Linked DNA regions of Mus musculus: regions 1 and 2 are each linked to region 3. A link is a contact called in public promoter capture Hi-C data. All regions are on one chromosome and are shown on one strand. Each heading gives the region's core, a stretch centred on a gene start, on an enhancer-like site or on the middle of the called end of the contact. The rest is flanking DNA. Distances are from core to core; before and after follow the strand shown.

Region 1 (2,700 bases), core at 105-2,604, 1.4 Mb after region 3:
TGCCCGAGCAAGAGGAAGAGAGAGGTGTCAAGATTAACATATGAAAGAAGCCAAGAGGTGGAAACACTGGACACTAGCTTCCCACCCTCTCACCCCGACCCCCCATCCTTCCCGACCCCGGCTGTCTAGTTAGGCAAGAGGTAGAAAATGGTGAAATTCAGAAGGCAGAAACTGAACAAAAGTTCCTGGAAACAACAGCACCCGTGATAGAAATGCCACATCGAGAGTCACATGTGAACAGCAGTCGCCAATTCTCAGAGGAACACTGGAAGCCCTTGCTTAGCCTAGAGTCTGCGCACAACCAGCCCAAGAATGCAAAGCAGAGGAGGACTCTGAATGACCATACCCAGGGGCTAGGTGCTCTGCGCTCTTTCCTCCGCTCACCAGACCGCCCCCCCCCCCCCTTTTATTCTTGGGAGTTCCTTTTCCTTTCTTAATAAGCTGTCTACTTCTAGCCCATGCCTCACTGAAAAGGGAATGGTGTTTTCCCCATCTCTCCTATAGCAGCTGCCGAGATTTTTCAGCTAACCTGCACTATGTTTTTGTATTAAAACTCTAATAAAATTACCCTGAAGTTTTCATTTGACTCCATTTCTAAATTCTTTTATTACTGGGATTAATAGCCCCCATGGAACCCCCAAACTACCCCCAACTCAATAGTCCACCTCCAATCTTTAATAATTTGTCTGTATGTCTACTATTTGCCATAATTGGCTGATTCATTTCTGTATTCTGATAATTCCATTGGGTGTTCTCCTGTCGCCAGCCCACACCTTGGGAAGGTGAACCAGGACAATGGGTGACTCTGAGAGACTATCACCTCGAGAGCAAGAGATGGGAGGGGCCAAGCACATTGTTTATCACTCTGAAGGTGCGAATAGGGGGAAATATTCTCAGAGGTTTTATTTGAGGAAAGTGGAAAAGGCTTTTGGAAGAGTGATATTCCTCTGTGTGTGTGTGTGTGTGTGTGTGTGTGTGTGTGTGTGTGTGTGTGTGTGTGTGCGTGCGCGCGCGCGTGTGTGTATGCGCACGTGTGCACTTGCTTTATAAATTTGGCAATGTTAGGTGATTTCTCAGCATGCACATTTTAATAAAAGTGGAAGTTTAAGAGCTGAATGCAGACAAGTCACAGTAGAGTGGGAGCAAAATGTTTATACCCTCGGGTGTTTCAGTTGGCAGTTAGACCTCACCATCTCCCATCACTTCAATGAATATTGCATAAAACTCAAGACGAGCCATTTACATCCCAAGAGACTCACATCTGGGCAAGGGTCCCAGGGGAGCAGTGGTGGATGGGGAAACTGATTGAGACTTCAAACTTCAGCCCAAATGTTAAGTGGATATTCAATTGCAAATGTGTCTGCTTTGCATTCCCTGGGGCCTAGGGCTGGCATTCATGTGTTAATCAGAGTACGGGGAAACAATGTCGTTCATCAGAACCAAAAATCGTACAAATTGTTAATGCAAAGGAACTTTCAGGAAGCCAAAAGGGAACACACTTCAAAGTGAAGAAGCAGCCCCTAGTCTATTATATAAAATGCAAATCTCCGCCTTCTGCAGGTATGCCTTGCCTTTCTTTGGATTACCAAAGGTTTTGTATACAAGTCTGTTTGCAAAGATTTACCTTCACACACAAATTTCTCAGGCCTTCATTAGCCTGCAGGACCTTGTGGAACTATAGGGGCTGCTCTGATTAACACACAAGCGCTCCACTCTTTTTGCCCCTCCACCACCACCACCGAAGAAAGTCTTGAAACCAAAGGATTTGCCTCTGCAACACCCAAACTTTCTAGATCCCAACATCTTGAAGTATAGGTTATGATAGCATTATAGTCCACAGGAAGTCCTTGTTCTACTTGAAACCTAGTGACTTGGCTACTGGACTACATTTGGCTGGGTGTTGTTCATGTTTTCTCCACAGCCATTTAAGTGACTTCTTGGAGAAAAATTAAATGTTTATGTCATACATACTGGACCTCAGACGCATAGACAGACATGTTCATGCCTTGCTGCTTTCTCACAGTGCATTTTAATAACAATAAATTCAGAATCTGGTAGACTTTATGGGCTGAATTTTGCCAAGCGGTACCGATTTTTCTTGATAGCTGTGACATCCCGTAATATGTTTGTAAAAAGATAAAGTGTTAGGAGATATAAGAATATATTCTATAGGGGTGAGGTGAGGTATGAGGGAAGGGGGTGCCTCAGTGGGCCCATGCCAAGGCATCCCTTCCCCCTGAGGAACCAGCCACACGATGGATAGTATAGAATAGAGTTTATTCAGGGCATGGGAGGGGAGTTAAGAGGGTAGCAGAGACAGAGAAAGGCAGAGAGAGGGAGAGGGTAGAGAAGTAGAGGCAGGCCATGACCACGGGGAGAGGGAGAAGAGAAGCAGGGAGAGAGCAAAAGAGGAACAGGAGACCAAGAGAGCAAGGAGGGGCCAAGCAAACCTTTTTACAGTGGGGGTCAGGCCTACCTGGAAGTTGCCTGGTAACTGTGGGGCGGAGCTTAGAAAGAACGCTAACATCACGGGTTTAAGATAGAAGAGCTGGAACTAAAAATTCTTCAAGATTAACGTGTGAGAGAAGCAGTTTTCAGAGGACTGGAAACCCTTTCTCAGCCCCACCTAACAAATAGAGCATGTGTGAGACAAAACCCAAGAACTACTGTCTGGAGGAGGTAAGATAAAAGAGCGTGCTC
Region 2 (2,700 bases), core at 62-2,561, 1.4 Mb after region 3:
GCTATAAGTTACATATAAAATGAAGCCCATCAGCCTAATAGCTGACTTCTCAAAGCCAAAAGAGCTTGGAGCAATGTACAGGCCCTAAAAAAACACTTATGTCAATCCTGACTATTATATATACATCAACTATATACCTGGTTGCCCCAGAAAGGAAAGCCTTCCATCATACACATAGTCCAAGAGTTAGTGGGTGTGCTATGCAGCAGCTAGTCCTGAGCTGCTGCATAGCACACCCAGTCTTACATGTTATCTTGGTGCCCTGATTTTATTAAAAATTGTACTCATGCTTTCTAGAAGAAAAGGATCTCTTAGAAACTGTCATCATGAGAAAAGGTCATCTTTTCTGTACCCTAGAATCTTGGTTTGCCCAAGCTTCAGACCAAACATGTAACAACCCATTATTTCTAAACCAATCAAAATGAAACTCAGTCATTTCTGCCCTTGACTCTGCTTTCTACTATTCCCAGTTTGAAAGTTTTTCTTTTTCAATAGTGGAAAAGATGAGCTAACTCGAGCTTAACTGGTTGTGCCATAGAGTCAGACTATGGGATAGAAAGACGCCCCATAGTGCCAACAGCACACAAGGCTCCCAGTCAACATTTTGACTTACATAACACAGTTAAAATTCTGTTTGTTATGCAAAATGCAAATTTTAATGCCCATGACTGTTTGTTAGATGAAAAATTATAATGAGGGCACCTCAAAACACAACAGCATAAGTCATTACAAGTTTAATAAAATACAAGGGAAAAGAGTTTGGCGTTATAGGTCAGCTTGGCTCAGGAAGAGCCCAAGGAGCAAGGCTGAGAGTCAGCATGTAGATCCCAGAAGCAGAAGTGGGCAGGAGGAGGTCCCAAGTTCTCCTATGAAAGAGAGTTATGATATTACCTAGGAATGCATACCTTATTTGCTCATGCCCCATGGGCCCATAACATAGCCATGTATACACTGAAGTGCAAAGTAAAATAAAATTAAATTGAGAAATCCAGCTTGTAATTGGATGGCCATATATCCAGCTGTGACCGGACATGGGGCAAGAGAATGCCAATAGTAAACAAGAAAAGAGAAGAAGAAAGTGGTGACATTCTAATTGCTGACAAGATGATCCCAGAAGTCCTTGTGGTTTAGGCGGAGGCTCGTTTCTTCATCCGTTACACAATCTTTCCTAAGTGCTGGCTTCAACTTCTTGTCATTCCTGTATTCCAACTGGTCCATTTTGTTGTTTTGCACATTTCACAATCCACAGCCCACTGTCACCCTGCCTCTCCGACACCCTTCAGAGGTTGGTCTGTTCATACTTTGTGTTTCACAGATGATGCCTCCAAACCTGAACTCATGAGTAAGCCACATAGGCAGGCACTCCATTGAGTGCGGCTGTCTTCCATGTGGTAGCGTTCTTCTTCTTTTCTAATGACCTTGGTCTTTATCTTGCAATGCCCAACACACATCTTTCTTATTCTCTCCCAAGCTTTTTGTACCATGCAGAGCTTAGCCTGGTAGACAGAATCAAGGCCAAGCCGTCAGCTCTCCCACATCATTTCCTTTGCCCTTGCAAACCACAAAGCAATGAAGGCAAACCAACATGAACCATGTCTGGTGTTTGCTAGAATAACTATTGCTACATTGCTTCCTCTGTTATACAGAGCTTGATTGTTCAACACTTTAATACTTCACTCTGCTGAGCTCCACTGTCCCCAGCATTTGCCAGGTGTTTCTCTTTGCTAATCTTGGAGCTCTTCAAACTGTTCAGCATTGGCTTGCATCACTTGGCAAGCCCAGCAAGTCCAGCAGCACTAATGCTCCAGACAGCGGTTCTGCCTTATGCTTCCCCTGACCCTTAAGCTACTTACTCTTCTTTTTTTTCTTTCTGGGATTCTGTTGTTCATGAGGATACTCCCTGTCCAGAGGAGAGAAAGCCTGCCTGGATGAAAGAAGAGAGGGAACACAATGTGCAGAGCTGGGGTTGAGAGGGAGATAGCCAAGAAGTAAACAAAAAAAAAAAAAAAGAAAGAAAGAAAGAAGGAAAGAAAGAAAGAAAGAAAGAAAGAAAGAAAGAAAGAAAGAAAGAAAGAAAGAAAGGAAGGAAGAAAGAAAGGAAGGAAGAAAGAAAGAAGGCAGACTCTTGGCTGGAGCAAAAGATCCTGGGGCCATAGCTAAGAAATTTCTGGAGCCCACAAATGATGGAGGCAAAGGAAGGATGCAGCCAGCTGACTAAGTGTCTAGGAAGCACAATGAGGGGCCCATAACAATATGCTCTGTGTGCAGGACAGAGAACAGATTCTATCACTCAGGCTGGCTGAGAAAGTTGTGGGCTCCAGAGAGCATATGGAGGGAAAAAGGATAGGGACTACGGAGCAGACACAAGCTTTCAGACCACTTCAGAGGACACAGCCAGCCTTATGACACCAAGGTCAGCAGCCACCGCCTCTGTGCACAGCTTGGGAAGGCTGCTTTTGTGGACAAGGGACCAAGGAGGCCCGGGAGGCCTTGTGTGACTTCACAGATGCTGGCGAAATGCCTATCTTCACCCTGAGAAGTTTGCTCCAGACCATTTCCACGTAGCACAAGAAAATAGGAACTATTGCTAAAACACAAGGGGCTGGAGGAGACCCTTGTAGATTTTTTTTTTTAATTTTCATTTTGCATCACAGGCTCAAAAGAAGTACAAACTACGGTTGAATGAAGCGGGCTGTTACC
Region 3 (2,700 bases), core at 82-2,581:
GTTTGAAGTGCACACTCTATGGTACGAGGTGTTTAGTATACCCAAGCAGATAGGTGTCGATCGAACAGGAGCAGGGAGAATACTTCCAACAGTTGAGGTGTTACCAAACCACTTGAGAATTCATGAGCACTTTAACTCTAAACTCTGAATTTCAAAGCTTGATGTGAAGTCCTCTAGAATGTTTACATTTACTAAGGTGTGCTGGGTCCTGTCTCTTTTGACTAATATTTTCGTAAACATTAGGCTGGAGAAAGGAAGGAAGCAGTGGTTTCCTTAGATAACTACAGAATTATACTGGTCTCTGGGATTACTCTCTCAGCTGTATTAAAATGAATTTGTACTTTGAAAGGAATGATATTGACACTAAAATTTTAAACATTTAAATTTTTTCATAATCTTTCATAAAGAAGTTTAATAATAGGTATATTAACTGAATTTCATTAGTTTTTTAAAATAATATTGTTTGTGTATATATACATATTAAAATAAAAACATTTACAACAAATAAAATACTTGAAATTCTTGTTTTGTCGTCCTCTTTATAAATACATAACTATTTGGGTTCTTCTTAATTTCAGTGTTAGGGCTTTTGGCAAATGTGACTGCACTTAAGGAAAACACATTAAAAGATAGACTGTTCATTTTTTTTTTTTTTTCAGGATACTCAAGTACTTTAGCAGTTGGGTGTGTACTAACACTGGTGAACCAGCCCTAGTGAGAAATATGGCGGTGTTGAAGGCCACAAGCCCTCAGAAATACTAAGGAGAAAGTAGTTTACTGACAGGACTCTTGACTTAAGAAGCATGTGACTAGGGCGCTGCCATTCCAGCTAGGACAAAGGCTAAAATGTAGGTTCTTATGTCAAGGATCTGCCATTGCTGTATAAATTAACCATTCTGGTAAGCTCCTAAAAAAGGAAGGTATATGAATTTTAACTGAAGTGCCACGGAGAACCAGGTTGGAAGGAAGCCTGGCGGTCCATGGGAGCAGTGTGCCTGTGGAAATGTAGACCCCAAGGAAGAAAATCAGTTTAGGCTTTCTTGAAAAATTTGTCCACGCATCTTAAAATGCAGTCGTAGTTTAGCCTTAGAAAGAGTATAAACGTATGTGTGTACTTTTTTGACCTGAGCGCCCTCGCAGCCTCTCCAGTACTGCGCATGCGGGTTTCATTGCGAAGCAGCCTGGCTCTGTTAGAGCTGGGGTAGGTGGTGGAGGGGGAGGATGGAGGCGGGGTAGGGGGTTAGGGCGCTCCAAGGACGTGGCCCACGGTGGCCCCTGGCACGTGCCCCACAGCCCCGCGCAACGGCTTTACAACTGTCTAGGTACTCCAGGAGACGCCATGCTGGGCGCCATGCTGCACACACTGCTGCTGCTGCTGCTGGCCGAGCTGGGGGCCTTGCTGGCATCAGGACCCGGTGAGCGCTCCGCAAGGCGGGTTCTCTGAGATTGGGGGCACTTTTCTTGTAGGTCTGTCGTGCACATCATAAAGCTCAAAAAATGGACCCCAAAAGAACACTTCCCAACAGCTTCTGGAAACCACTTAAACTAAAAAAACAAATACCCAGTTTCCACAAGATAACTTTACTAACACGATGTACATGCAATAATAGTTCTTCTAGAAATAGGAAAGAAAAGACATTAAGCCACAAACCCCCAGGCTCAGAGAAAATGCAGCGGTGCGTGGAAGCTGGGAAGGGGCAGAATCTTGCTTAAGTTTTGGAATCAAGTAGGGCTCGGCTACTTGACAGGCAATGATCAAGCTGTTGTGAGTCCAACTGTCCAGCAGGTGCCAGTCCAACGCTTGCCTCTAGCTCTGAGGTCTGCTAATTTGTTGAAGCTGTGGAATGCATCTTTTGAAAGGTGAAGAAGGCATGGTTGGGGCTCTGAGTGTTCTCTTCCTGGTTTATTAGAAGTAAAGAATAAAGAATGTATAGCAACATCTAAAATATCAGCCTCATATCCTTTAGGTGTTAACACGCTTCAAAACTAAGAACCGTTCTTGGGGGGGGGGGGGGAGTAGAAAGTTGGCGTCGCTTTGCATTTTGTGGATCTCCTGAACCTGTGCTTCAATAAAGGACAACTAGGTTGTGTAGCTACTGCTTCCAGTCTTGTGCTGCAGGCTTGAGTAGAAGTGCAAGAAGGAGAACTTTAGAAGCCTTTTCAAGTAGTTGTGAGCTCTCTGCTTACTACACTCACACTGGACAAACGGAAAAAGAATAGTTGCAACGTAGAATTCAAAAACATACCAGCGCCGAAACACACCAGCGCCGGGCGTGGTGGCGCACGACTTTAATCCCAGCACTCGGGAGGCAGAGGCAGGTGGACTTCTGAGTTCCAGGTCTGCCTGGTCTACAAAGTGAGTTCCAGGACAGCCAGGGCTATACAGAGAAACCCTGACTCGAAAAACAAAACAAAACAACAACAAACAAAACAAAACAAAAACACACCAGCAAGCTTTACTATTCTTTATTTTTAATTAAAATATATCACTAATTCTTTTCCATTTCCTCCCTCTAATCTGTCCACCCCAACTCCCTTGCCTTTTTATTTAATATATACTAAATCTCTCTCTCGATATCTATATCTATATCTACATAGATATAGATATGTATATACCAGCAAACTTCATGAAATTCAATTGGATATAAATATTGAATTTTGATTATTTTATGTATGCATATTTTAATATTTTAATCTATT

What was found. Promoter capture Hi-C pulls out the DNA fragments that hold promoters and counts their contacts.
Region 1: a promoter capture Hi-C map of embryonic stem cells shows a contact between it and region 3, with 4 times the contacts expected there. The contact joins the enhancer-like site here to the promoter of Adam32 in region 3. A contact is called at or near these places in 6 of 39 promoter capture datasets (cranial neural crest, embryonic stem cells, hippocampal neurons and 3 more) and 2 of 115 datasets of contacts at active chromatin or transcription factors (astrocytes and embryonic stem cells).
Region 2: a contact with region 3 is called in a promoter capture Hi-C map of the 3T3-L1 cell line, with 4 times the contacts expected there. The contact joins the enhancer-like site here to the promoter of Adam32 in region 3. A contact is called at or near these places in 7 of 39 promoter capture datasets (the 3T3-L1 cell line, 3T3-L1-derived adipocytes, cranial neural crest and 4 more).

The regions. Positions count from the first base shown.
Region 1 is chr8:23,560,830-23,563,529 of GRCm38.p6, reverse strand. No RefSeq gene overlaps it. Among named protein-coding and RNA genes, the nearest start is that of 4930413E20Rik, 28 kb to the right of the region's middle. Within about 2 kb of position 1,354, at least 25 of the 459 cell types and tissues checked have an H3K27ac peak or open chromatin away from gene starts, as enhancers often do. A contact at or near this core is called in embryonic stem cells, where this site is marked.
Region 2 is chr8:23,510,487-23,513,186 of GRCm38.p6, reverse strand. No RefSeq gene overlaps it. Among named protein-coding and RNA genes, the nearest start is that of 4930413E20Rik, 23 kb to the left of the region's middle. Within about 2 kb of position 1,311, at least 18 of the 459 cell types and tissues checked have an H3K27ac peak or open chromatin away from gene starts, as enhancers often do.
Region 3 is chr8:24,947,435-24,950,134 of GRCm38.p6, reverse strand. It overlaps Adam32 (a disintegrin and metallopeptidase domain 32), which reads left to right and starts at 1,331. Exons shown (of 22, transcript NM_153397.2): 1 at 1,331-1,415. The coding sequence starts at 1,340. Adam9 (a disintegrin and metallopeptidase domain 9 (meltrin gamma)) reads left to right here. Exons shown (of 22, transcript NM_001270996.1): 22 at 1-524.